Regions from separate parts of the Mus musculus genome. Here region 2 is linked to region 1. Evidence: chromatin contacts called from public Hi-C data. All regions are on one chromosome and are shown on one strand. Each heading gives the region's core, a stretch centred on a gene start, on an enhancer-like site or on the middle of the called end of the contact. The rest is flanking DNA. Distances are from core to core; before and after follow the strand shown.

What was found. Hi-C and Micro-C count contacts between places; a contact is called where the count stands out from the background.
Region 2: a Hi-C map of cerebral cortex shows a contact between it and region 1, with 1.5 times the contacts expected there. The contact joins two enhancer-like sites. A contact is called at or near these places in 1 of 39 promoter capture datasets (HPC-7-derived erythroid cells), 4 of 484 Hi-C or Micro-C datasets (the HL-1 cell line, cerebral cortex, embryonic stem cells and 1 more), 3 of 115 datasets of contacts at active chromatin or transcription factors (the HPC-7 cell line, acute myeloid leukemia and embryonic stem cells) and 4 of 9 other capture datasets (adipose tissue, embryonic stem cells, liver and 1 more).

The regions. Positions count from the first base shown.
Region 1 is chr8:119,967,190-119,973,283 of GRCm38.p6, forward strand. No RefSeq gene overlaps it. Among named protein-coding and RNA genes, the nearest start is that of Crispld2, 22 kb to the right of the region's middle. Within about 2 kb of position 3,107, at least 11 of the 459 cell types and tissues checked have an H3K27ac peak or open chromatin away from gene starts, as enhancers often do. A contact at or near this core is called in cerebral cortex and muscle stem cells, where this site is marked.
Region 2 is chr8:120,031,570-120,037,991 of GRCm38.p6, forward strand. It overlaps Crispld2 (cysteine-rich secretory protein LCCL domain containing 2), which reads left to right. Exons shown (of 15, transcript NM_001310635.1): 13 at 1,991-2,066. Among named protein-coding and RNA genes, the nearest start is that of Crispld2, 42 kb to the left of the region's middle. Within about 2 kb of position 3,187, at least 33 of the 459 cell types and tissues checked have an H3K27ac peak or open chromatin away from gene starts, as enhancers often do. A contact at or near this core is called in cerebral cortex and muscle stem cells, where this site is marked.

The sequences.
Region 1 (6,094 bases), core at 1,857-4,356:
TGTTTCTTCGTCAGGGTTACGATTGCTGTGATAAATACCACGACCTAAATGATTTGGAGAGGAAAGGGTTTGCTTCAACTTATACTTCCAGGTAGCATCTCATCAGTGAGGGAATTTGGGGCAGGAAGTCACACAGACCGGATCCTGGAGGCAGGAGCTGATGCAGAGGCCGTGGAAGAGTGCTGCTTACTGGCTTGCTCCCCGTGACTTGCTCAGCCTGCTTGCCTATAGAACTCAGGACCACCAACCTAGGAACGACCCCACCCACAGTAGACTGGACCCTCCTCCATCAATCACTAGTTAAGAAAATGCCCTTACCTACAGCCCATCCTGATGGAGACATTCTGTTAACTGAGACTCCTTCCTCTCAGGTGACTGACTCAAGTTTGTGGCAATTAGCCTGAGTCAAATTAGCCAGCAGATTGTGTGCACAGTGCCTGAGGCGGCCAGCAGAGGGCATCGGATCCTCTTCAGCTAAAGTTACCGAGCCGTGACTTGCCCTGCGGTGCTGGAAACTGAAGCCTGGTCCTCTGCTGGAGCAGCCAGCGCCCAAACCGCTGAGCAGTCCCTCCAGTCTCTCTTCCTTTTCTTCTGTCCTTGCCTGCCTAGGTCTCTTGATAACAAGGGGAGCTGGGCGTTCAAGTGTGAGGGTGGCCGTTTCTAGACTTTCTGAGATGGTATCTGGCTTTTCCCAGAATGTGATGCACCTGGAGGGGGCAGGGGTCCTCTCTGCTTTTCCAAACTGTTTGTTTGCTTCATATTTCTTGTTATGGGTCATAGTTTCAGTCTGTAGCCCAGGCTGTCCTGGAACTCACTGCCTCAGTTTCTGAATCCTAGGACTGCAGGTGTGAACCGCCATACCCAGTGACCTTTTACCTCTTCATAGAAGTAATGCATAAAGGGTCGAGCAGTCGTCCTTTCAGCAGCCAAGGCTTCTGCCCGAAGCGTCAGCTTCTCCAGTTGCTCATATTCTTCATCCTGCATTTTTGCCAGCGTGAAGTCTGTCCTCTTCCTCACTGGGACAATGAAGACTGGGGACATTACCACATCCAATTGTGAACCAGATTGTCAGTCAGCTTCTGCTACTGTGATAAAATGTGATAAACATCTTACAAGGAGAGAAGGTTTATCTGGACCTGTAGTACGGATGTGTGTGGAGCACGGCCAGATGAGGCTCGTTCATTTCTGGTGGCTTGGAAGCAGAAAGGGAGGGATGAGAAGGTACTAGGGCCCCAATACTAGGTCCCCATCCAAATGGCATGGCTATACCACCATCCATAACATCACAAGCTGGGAACCAAGTCTTCAACATGTGGGTGTTTAGGGGCCAGTCATATGAGCCACAGCACACATAGTAGGTAAGGGACATAAAGATGTGTTTGACTGTAACTATGGTGGCACTGAGTACTACTCTAGGGCCTCTGCCATTTGTGACCCTGGGGTTGGTAAGCAGAGCCGCAGATAGCCTACAATGATGGAGGGAGAGTGACCTGGGCCAGCAGGTCACTCTTCAGTGACAGGGTCCTGAGAGAGAGCCAGGATGTCAGAAGACAGAGAAAGTGCCTTAGTTAGAGGGTTTTAATGCTGTGAACGACACCATGACCAAGACAAGTCTTATAAGGACAACATTTAATTGGGGCTGGCTTACAGGTTCAGAGGTTCAGTCCATTATCACCAAGGCAGGAACACGGCAGCATCCAGGCAGGCATGGTGCAGGCAGAGCTGAGAGTTCTACATCTTCATCTGAAGGCTGCTAGGAGAAAACTAACTTCCAGGCAGCTAGGATGAGGGTCTTAAAGCCAACACCCACGGTGACACACCTACTCCAACAGGGCCACACCTCCTAACACTGCCACTCCCTGGGCCAAGCATATAGAAACCATCACAGAAAATAAGAAAGTCTGGGATGCAGAGGTCTTGAATGTGCTGTCTTCTGCCAAGCAGGCTCCTCCTCTGTACATCAGGGTCTCAGGGAACGGTTGATCAGCGCAGCTGTCAGCAGAAGGGTTGGGGGCCTGGGCAACCAGAGCTTTAGTGGGTGGGTGGCTTGGTTCAGGAACACAGCTAGGGACCTCAATTTTATTTCGCTTCACTTTTCTTTTTCTTTATCACTTACTTTGACCTGTAAGTACCTTTTAATTTTTTTAATAGTTCTCTGAGAATCTTGTATAATATGTTTTGATCATAGAGTCACCCCTCCTCCACCTCTTCCTTGATCCACGCTCCCCCCCCTTAGTTTCCCACCCAACTCTGTATCTACCACACTCCTACCCAGCTAACCCAGTTTGTGCCACCCATCCATTCTTGGGTGTGTGGCCACCCACTGGAGTGTGAGTTGGCTTAACTGGCTTTTCCTCTCCCAGCAGCCTTTGCTCCTCTGCTCAGGGGAGGAGGACTGGGTGGCCTGAGCTTACACAGGTCTTGTGCACACTGTCACAACTGACTGCTGTGACTTCATGTATGCTGCTGCCCTGCTACATAGGGAAGACGGTTTCCTGACGGTCAGTCATCCACAGCCCATGGCTTTTAGTGCTCTCTCTGCCTCCTCTTCTGCAAAGGTTCCTGAGGCTGCGGAGGAGGGCCTGTGACACAGGTGTCCCAGTCAGGGCTGAGCATTCCACAGTATCTTATTCTCTGCACCAGTTGTGGATCTCTGTGTTAATTACCTATTACTGCCAATAGAATCGTCTCCATGAGGGCTATGAGACTTACCTGTCTCCAGCACCCTAGGAGCCTGTAGCTTAAATGATTGCAAACCACCACTCTCGAACAAGGGCATCTGGGTACCAACTGTGCACCTAGCGCCTCAAAAGCTCTTCATTTACAGAGCAGGGGAGGAGGTCAAGAGAAGGCGACAGCACCAGGGTGCTCAGCGGGGACTCAAACCCAGGCCAGCTTCCATGGAGCCTCTGAGGTCAGCAAACACCGGGGCCCAGGGACTCCTGGGAGCCACTGAGCCTCAGGGGCCTTGGTGATGTGGGAAATGCCAGTGAAGAGCGCTTTCCCTCAGAATTCACGAGGTTGGCGCATTCTGTTTTGGTTAAGAGTTCTGGGAAGCCTAAGTTCTTTCTGAGCTGCCATCCCCATTCCCAGAGTGCTGGCTCCCTCCTGCCCGTGGGAACCCGGTGGGTGACTGTAGCCAGCAGCCAGCAGTGAGCAGCCTGACTCACAGTCCTTCCCCAGCGCTGGCAGGAGGTGTAAGTTCTAGCTGCTGCATCAGAACCCCCCCGCTCCCCCACTGGACACAGTGACTGTCACAGACTTGTTCCCCTGAGAGGCTCGTGCAGTGATTGTCACCCTGTGCAGTCCCTGATGACAGGTGACATTCCGCCTCCCTATGCATCTGGCAACAGCACACAGCTCTTAGGTTGCCACAGTGTGGACAGTCTGCCCTGGGTCACAGATGTCTTGCTGTCTGTCACACAGCTGTCCATTGCCTAACAGGGCAGAGGAAAGCTGCTGGCTACTCCTAGCCTCTCCCCACCCACTTCAGGACTCCCCGCTCTCCCACGTTCCCCTCCCTCCCGAGTCACAATTCCCTACCTGCTTCTGTCTCTCTCCCTCCCTTGGTCATGCAGACATTCCTGTTCTGACACAACAGCTGGGGAACCTGGCCACCCATCACCCCCTTTGCCACCTTCCTCCTTTCCTCTGTATTCAGCTCTGTACCGTGATTCCATGCCGCTCTCTTCTGGTTTTGCTTAATCTGTTTAGCTCCTGGAGAGCAATGCTGGTGTTGCCCACAGGACTTCGGTATGTAGTTCTTCACAACGTAGGAAGAGTTGCTGCTCTCCCGTGACTCCTGGGGTGAAGCGGGAGCCTCGTAACACCATGCCAGGCTGCTGTGACCGTACTCTCTGTATCCCTCAGTATTCCACGTGAGTGAGGCGGACACCCTCGCCCCCAGCCCAGTGTCAGGATGTGCTTTCAACAATGGAGTCAGCTCATCTTTGGCTGGGATTTGATGGCTGATTCTATGAGGGGAGGAGGTCACTGTCCTTTTGTCTTCTTGAGAGCTCTTTTGGAGGCTGTAGCGGGAGTGCAGCGACTTATGCAGCCTTGACCAAAGTCCTGTCTTCTGGAAAGGTTTCCCACTGGTGGATCTAGGGAGAAGCCAAGAAAACTCACTCCAAAGACTCACTCCCTGATGCCCTGCTAATTAAGGTAGAAATCTACCATTGTCCAGAGAACCTTCTGACCAGACACAAAATGGCGGACTCTCTGTCAGCAGGGCTTCTCCTCAGACCTTGTCCGGAGAAGTCACACACATACACACACACACACACACACACACACACACACACACACACACACACACTCCCTGCAGAATGTCATGATGGTAGCCTTGGTTATATAACAGGTTCAGTTATCTTACTCAGGAAAAGAACCTGACCAGCGAGCACTTGAGACCCCTGGAGTGCCTCTCCATGCTAGTGAGGCATTTGAGTTCCTTAGCCTTCAGCCAATGACCTTTGCCTACCCTGGGTATTCCTACCCATCTTCCTCCCAAACTATAGAACCCTTGATTCACCCTGAGTAAAGTTGGAGGCAGAGGCAGGCAGATTTCTGAGTTCGAGGCCAGCCTGGTCTGCAGAGTGAGTTCCAGGACAGCCAGGGCTACACAGAGAAACCCTGTCTTGAAAAAACAAAACCAAAAAGTTGGTGTGGCCTGTACTTATTACCGCTTATCCTCATGGGCCATCTGAAACCCTGTGGATCTCTCTGCTCTCTTTGTCTTCCTGGGCCGGTGGCCAGTGACTGGGGAGCAGGGAGATCCAGGAGAAACTTAAACAAAGACTTTATTTTCTGTATGCATGGGGAGACAGCCAGTTCAGGAACTGAACCTCCTTCCCGAAGGGAAGTCAGACAGCATTTGTAAAGAGTGGGCCATAAAACCAGGGGATTGTCTAAAGAAACAAATCTTTGACACAAAGCGTTGAGTAAGGGAGTATCCGTGGGTGGTTGAGTGTCATCCTGGGTTTCTGGTTCCAGATCCATCTTTCTAAACACTTGCTCGGGAGTGATGCAGGAACAAAGGAATGGACCAGCCGCAGGGAGCCGACGGGTAATCAGCTATACGGTTTACAATTTGTGTACCTGGGCAGCAGTCCCCTAATTTACATACTTTACTAGTTAAAGGACAATTAAGAACACCCCCCCCCAAAACACACACACACACACACACACACACACACACACACACACACACGGAGAAGCAGTGTAGGCTTTGGATCTTGAACCTGGGGAATATGAACTCAGTTTGACCCCTGCTAGCAAAAATGGAGGAGCTGCTTTTAAGATGGTTAGGCTCTGGCCACTGCCTCCTGACACTCCTGTCAGAGGAGACAGGAGACCACCCTTCCCCCACCTCCCAAATGGTGGAAATTAAGTCCCACCAGTCCACTCAGCTTTTAATAAGTAGTTTCACAGTTTACAGTAAGATCTGCATGGGGGGTTGGTGTGTAAGTGTGGGGTTCGTGCGCATGAGTGTACACGTGTCACACCGTTGTAATCTAGCCTGCCAGCTGCCCCAGAGGATTTCCTGTCTCTTCCCTGCCGGCTGGGGTTGCAGCTTGTGTGACTTCTAGGGATCCAGATTGTGGGCGTTCACACTTGAAGGCGAGGGCTTTATCCCACTGAGCCGCCTCTCAGCCCCCGAGGCTTGGTGTGTGCACAAAGTGTGAGCTTCCGGTGTCATTTCTCAAGAACTTCCACCTGCTTCTGAGGCAAGGCCTCTGGCCCGGAGCTTCCAGTTAGGTTGCGGGAGTCCCCAGACTCTGCCCACCTCCACCAGGCCCAGCTCTTTGCTTCTAGAGATTGCCCTTGTGTTTGCGTGGAAAGCGTTTTATAAAGTTGTCTCCCTACCCGTCTCTCTGTGTTTGCTAACAATACATCATACAGACGCACACCTGGATTAACCTGTGGGCATCACAAGGTAACAGAATGGAAGCTAGGCGGACGTCAATGTCTTTTCCTGTACTGAGTCATCTGGGGAGCCAGGCCATTTGTTTCTTCCTCTGGAGCTGAGTGTGTGTGTGTGTGTGTGTGTGTGTGTACTTCTCTGGCTTGCTGGGACTTTCTCTATCAAACACTT
Region 2 (6,422 bases), core at 1,937-4,436, 64 kb after region 1:
GACACATCTGCTAACTCTAAGTTGTTTCCCTGTCAGAGCAAAACTCAGCCACACTGTAGCTGTGGTGTGGTGTGTGCCCCCAGCACCCTGAGCTAGACAGCCTTTGGAGAAGTGCAGCCACCTCTGGTGTTGGCTGTACCGCTGTACAGGAGTCTGGGGCCTGGAGACTAGATTCTGGAAAGGGCCCTAGGTGAAGCCTGAGCCTCCCATCCCACCCCCACCCTTCCCTACATCCCTGTCTGCACAGAGGGGAGCCTATAAAGATGCCGTTAGGCACATAAGACTGGCTGGAGTATTCAAGGGGCTGCCTCAGGCATTTCGTGGATTTCTTGAGTGTGACAGAGAAAGAAAAGGAAAATGGCAGGAAACAGAGATGAGAAAAACCTTGTCAGGGTCCATGTGCTCATGCAACCTTCCGACCCGACACCCTCCAGGAGCAGGCGTGAGAGTTCTCAGACTCTCAAATTGTTTTTTTAAACCCATGTACACACATTCAACATCACACAGACACAGACACACAGACACACACACCACACATACACACACCACATTCACATATACATACCACATTCATACTCACACACCACACACATACACACATACACACACATACCACACACACACATACACACACCACATTCATACACACATACCACATATACACACACCACATATACACACACCACATTCATATACACACACCACATTCATACACACCACACACACACCACATAATATACACATACACACACAAACACATATACACATACATACATACCACACACATACACATATATATACACATATACACACACATACACACCACACACAGATACATACCACACATAGATATACACACCCAACATAACACACACTTAAACATCACACACACATATATACACACCACACATATATACCATACACACAGATACACACACCCAACATAACACACACTTAAACATCACACACACATATATACACACCACACATATAACACACACACACACACACACACACCACTCTTTCCCTGCCTGCTCCTTCCATTCCTCCCAGGAGCTGCCTCAGCCCGCCTGATTGACTTCCTTCCTGCCAAGCATCCTGCCTGTATCTGGGCCAGGTGGCTTTCGGCCGCCATCTTGGCTTTGTGGTCCCTGGGCTCAGCCTGTGGTAAACTGTTCCAGACAGACACAAAGGGCCTTTTCTTAGTCAAAGCTCATGCTTTTTCTGCCTGGCATGGGGCTTGCCAGCCACCTGGGGCCCTCTTATTTTTCACTCTGAGGAGCCCTCTTCAACCCTGGGGCCATTAGCTGGGCTGAGGCCATGACTTCCATGGTAATCTGACCCTTTCTGCCTGGAGTTATCTGTGCCCTTCTTGGAACATTCTGAGTCACTGAGGTGAGGGCTCCCCACCCTTCCTCTCCACATAGGGAAATAGCCTTAAAACCCCTATTGATAATGATCTGCATTCTGCACCCAGAGCACACCCTGTCAGCACCCAGGTAAGGAAGGTGCAACCCCGCACAGTCCAGCACACAGTCCAACACACCTGTCCTGGGGCCCTTCATTTCTCTGTGACCGTCTCTCTGGGACTTTTGAGTTTTACATGCATGGTTAAATAAAGACAAGGATGTGTTTACCACAGCCACCATAGGGGACAATTGCTTCCTTTTCTTCTTTGCTGGCCTTGATTCTGGGCCCTGTGTGTTTGAGACATGCCCCAGCCCTGAGCTATGATTCCTAGGTCTCTGTCCCATCTGCATACTAGCAAGATGGCTCAGTGGGTGAAGGCACTTCTTGCCAAGTCTTACAACCTGAGTTCGATCCCCAGGACCCATGCGGTAAGAAAACCAATTCCTGAAGATTGCCCTCTGACCTCTACACACAAACCATGGCTTGTGTAGGTCACACAAACACACACACACACACACACACACATGTACATGTGTGAGCACACAGGCACACATTTACAATGATTACCTCTCATTTTCAGAATCCAGTGTCCTGCGCGCTGTGGAGAAGAGCCATCCTATTGGGCTCCTGTGTATGGAACCAACATCTATGCTGATGTGAGTAACCTAACTTCCTCAGAAACCCAGTCCCAAGGTGTGGAAGCCATGACCTGAACTCATGCCAGAGCCTGTGGCTATACTCAGCCAACCAGTTCCTGTGGCCACGGCCCCTGCATCCCATCCGTAGATGGCCCCACTTCCCATCTGTCTGTCTGTCTGTCTGTCTGTCTGTCTGTCTGTCTGTCTTTGTGAATGGAAGCTCTAGCACGTCTCCTCTTACCTAGATGGCCTGACCTGGTTTGAAGGTCTTTGCGGTTCACAGGTTTCATTTTCTCGGATGTTTACTCGCTGCCGTTGTTAGGGGCTCTGTTGCCGTGATAAGCATGGTGGCCAAAAGCCACTGTGGGGGGAAGGGTTTATTTCAGCTTACAGCTCACAAGTCATAGACCATCATCACTGAGGGACGCCAGGGTAGGGACTCAAGGCAGGAACCTGGAGGCAGGAACCAACTACACACTGCTTTCTGGCTACTTCTTTTGTTTGCTTTCTCATAGACCTCAGGGCTACTCGCCCAGGAGCAGCACTGAGTGAGCCTAGGGTGAGCTAGGTCCTCCCTAGGGTGAGCTGGGTCCTCCCACATCCATTACTGAATCTAGGAAATGCCCTACAGACTTGCCTTACAGGCTAATCGGATGGAGGCATGCTCTCATTCGAAAGTCCATCTTCCCAGAGAACTCTAGCTTGCATCAAGTTGACCAAGAACTGGCCAGCAAGTTCTTTGCATGCCACTGTATGCCTTCCACAGGTGCGGTTAATCCGCTACTGTTTCTCTTTGCCTTGTATGCTCTCAGCTGTAAGCACACAGAAAACAAAACTGTGCCCCCATCGTCCCTCCTTACTCAGATGTGAAGGCCCAGTTTTGCTTTGTTGATTTTTCAGAGCTCAGCCTGTTCCCTCTGATGTCCAGGGCTTAGGGACGAAGTGACCCAGAAGGGGCAGACCCCTCCCCCTCCCTACTCCCCAGCTGCCCGAGCCCTGCCCCCCTCTCCCTCACAGCACAGGCAATTCCTCTGAGGTCTTTTTGTCTTCATGAGTGGAAATCACAGAGCCAGCCAGACTTGTCCAGCCCACGGTATCTTCTAGCTCTACACCCTGCCAGCTGGTCGGATCATGTCTCCAGCTAACCCGTCCCTCACACTCTACTGGTCCTCTGCAAACTGCCCTCTTTCCTTGCCACCACCATCTTTGTTTCCATTTGCCTTCAATTGTCCCAGATTCCTGTAGGCGTGAAGTCACTTAGTTCCTTAAGGCCAAAGTGGCCTTCATGACTAAGCCTTTTTCCTTGTCTTTTTTTTTTTTTTTTTTTTTTTTTCCTTTATGAGGAAAGAAAAAGCCTTCTGGAAAGCTGTTTAGCTGAAATTGAGTTCTGAAAGTTAGAGTTTTTATGAAGAAGGAAAAATACGATGTATTTATTGTTAGAGCTCACCTAATAGGAAGCCCCCAGTTCCATCCTCAGAACTAAAAAAGGAAAAGAAACAGAGAAAACAAAATAAGATAAGTCCCAGACTGTGATTTTAAAATGTTTTCAGAATAAAAGAATGGGCAAAAACTTTTTTTTTCTTTCTTTCTTTTTTTTTTTTTTTTGGTTTTTCGAGACAGGGTTTCTCTGTATAGCCCTGGCAGTCCTGGAACTCACTTTGTAGATCATGCTGGCCTTGAACTCAGAAATCCACCTGCCTCTGCTTCCCGAGTGCTGGGATTAAAGGCGTGCACCACCACACCTGGCTTGCAAAAACTATTTCAACTAGATGCAAACCTTTTAAAAAGATGCCAGTTACCTGATAAAACACAACTCAAATTTAAATGTACTAAATGGAATAAAACAACTAACTCTTCATGTAAGAGCACAAGAGATACACAGAAAAATGCAGTTTTTTTTTCATAAGAAGATATGAAAACCAAATCTGTATGCAACAAATAATATAGGAACCAAACACATAAAGCAAAAAGTGAAAAGTCCAAAACAAGGCCGCTCTGTGCCTTTCCCCCCGCCCATGTGTGAGAGCATCTGCTGTGTCTTAAGTTTTAGACAAATACCTTGTCTAGGATCCTTATCATTGTGCAAAGGGAGAAAGCAGGGCTCAGAACAGTTTGATCCAAATGCCACAGTGAAAGCGTGGCAGAGCGAGATGAGTTTACTCTCCCCCTCTCCTCTTATTCGGTCTTCTTTATGATTATCTATATCTGCTTGACAGGAGCAGGCATGCAGGTGAGTGAAGCCTTTAATGAAGGAATCTCCTTGAGCTTTGAGCCTTGGAAGTGGCAGGGCTTCTGTTGGGGCCTGGCATACAGTAATGGGTCGGTATTTGTTGCACAAAAAGAAACTGCCGTTGTTGATGCTAAAAACCCTTCAAACAGAAGGTAGGAAGGAAGGAAGAGAAGAGAAAATAGAGAAGGGGGAGGGAGATCGAAAGAGAGAGACAGAGAGAGACAGAGAGGCCATGGGCAGGAAGATGGAGCAAGAGTGTGCCTCCATCCCTAGGTTCTGCTGGCCTGTGTTTCTAGGTCACTTTGTATTCTGGGAAATGAGGCTGCCTCTTGGAAAATGTCTGTTTAGCTAAGAGATTTATTTTGGGAGTGTAGTCTCCAGACCTTTGAAGGGCCTCCGAGGGCCACGGATACAGCCATTTGCAGAGTGCCTGTCCTGGCTGCAGCTCCCTTTGTGGTGAGCTGCCGGCAGGATCGTCTGGGTGTGGCTCAGACACCAGAGCCGAGGTCAAGAGGCCCGAGCTGGCCCCAGGCAGGGGAATTACCCGTTCGGATTTCTTTCCCCACTGAACCTCAGTTTCCTTGCCTCATCTGCTGCTCAAACAAACTCCCATTGTGTGGGCATCAGGATCCCGGAGAAGAGCAGTGTGTATGTAGTTGAGCCTCCCAGCCTCTCTGCAACTCTCCTGGCCCAGTGGACCAGAACAGAGCTACAGAACCTGCATTTGAACACACTCCCAGGGAGCATGGGATGCTGGAGGTTGTAGGCTGCTGCAGAAGGGCCTTGGAACTCAAGGACAGTCCTTGAGAGTTTGGGGTCCTGGAGATGGTGACAGTGGGTTCAGCAGTTGGTGACCTTTGTCTATGCAGTTGCTATGACACAAGTCATGTGCAGCCCTGAACCTTGCTTGGAGAAACACAGCTGCCATCGCTCTTCACTGTCCCAAGCTGTGAGACCATGGCTCTGCTGTCCTCGAGGGACTGTGGGCAAGTTGTTTAGCTCCTAACCCTCTATCTCCCATCTGAGAGGGATAGTTAATGATCAGTGATCTCCTTGACCTTGTGGGCTTATGATGTCAGAGTGAGTGACAAGCTGGGCACACTTTCAGTGCCACCTTTGCCCGTGGCACGGCACATTGAGCAGTGGGTACGGGCTGCCCTGGGTCCCACAGCTGCCAGATGTCAGGGCTGACCAGTAAACCTCTCAGCTCATAGGGGTCGTTGTGAAATGACCCAGAATTAATGTCGAGCCCACATGAGCGGAGAGTGGACACCCTCTACATGTGGCAGGAGAGGTAGGGGAAGGATGCGTGTCTGTCTGTCTGTCAGTCGTCAGAGATGTGAGCATCACCAGACATGAGAGGTGAGAGCGGCCTGCCACGCATCCAGGAAATGTGGGCGTCATGGTATCTGGAATTCCTCAAGGGGGGGAAATGAAGGACACAGCCACGTCCTCTTGGCTTCTGGAGAAGGCTCGCCTCTCATGGGGTGAATGTGCAACCCCAGGGGACGTGGAGAATACTAGGAAGCTTCTCCTGGCACTTGCCCCAGCGGAAACCGATGCCTTGCTTCTGGAAATGCCAGTCCCTAGACAGGACGAGCATATCTGAGGAACAGAAGCAGCGACTGGCCAGTTGCCAGTCAGCACGCAGTAAGCCGTTTGTGTCCACTCATAGACCGTGCCTCCGAGAAGTGGTTTCTGGGAATTCTGAAACTGAGTAATGGTGTCACCAGTGTCTTCACCGGCCTTAGGAACACGTGTGGGTCTGTCGCTTCTTACTTAACCTTTTGCAGCACAGACTTTTTTGGGAATTGGAACTTGTGCGTCCTTCTTCAAGGGAGGAAAATGAAGATGCTTCTCCATGACAACAGGGTGCCTAGCCATGCTGCCATGCTCAGGATCGGAACCAGACCCTGCCAGTCACCGCCAGCCTGACAGGCCTCTCTGCCCAGGACCACTTGGGAATAAGGATCCCGTTGGCACCATCTGTTGACTGAAGAAGACAAGATGTGTCATCATGGCGTTAAAGACCTGGCTTTTGGTGTTTGAGCCTCGAGTGTGGGAGGCTGGAGTGGCTGCCGAGTTTTCCAGCCTTTGGAAACCATTCTAATGGCCCAGAGGGCAGGGCAAATTTTCCTGAGACC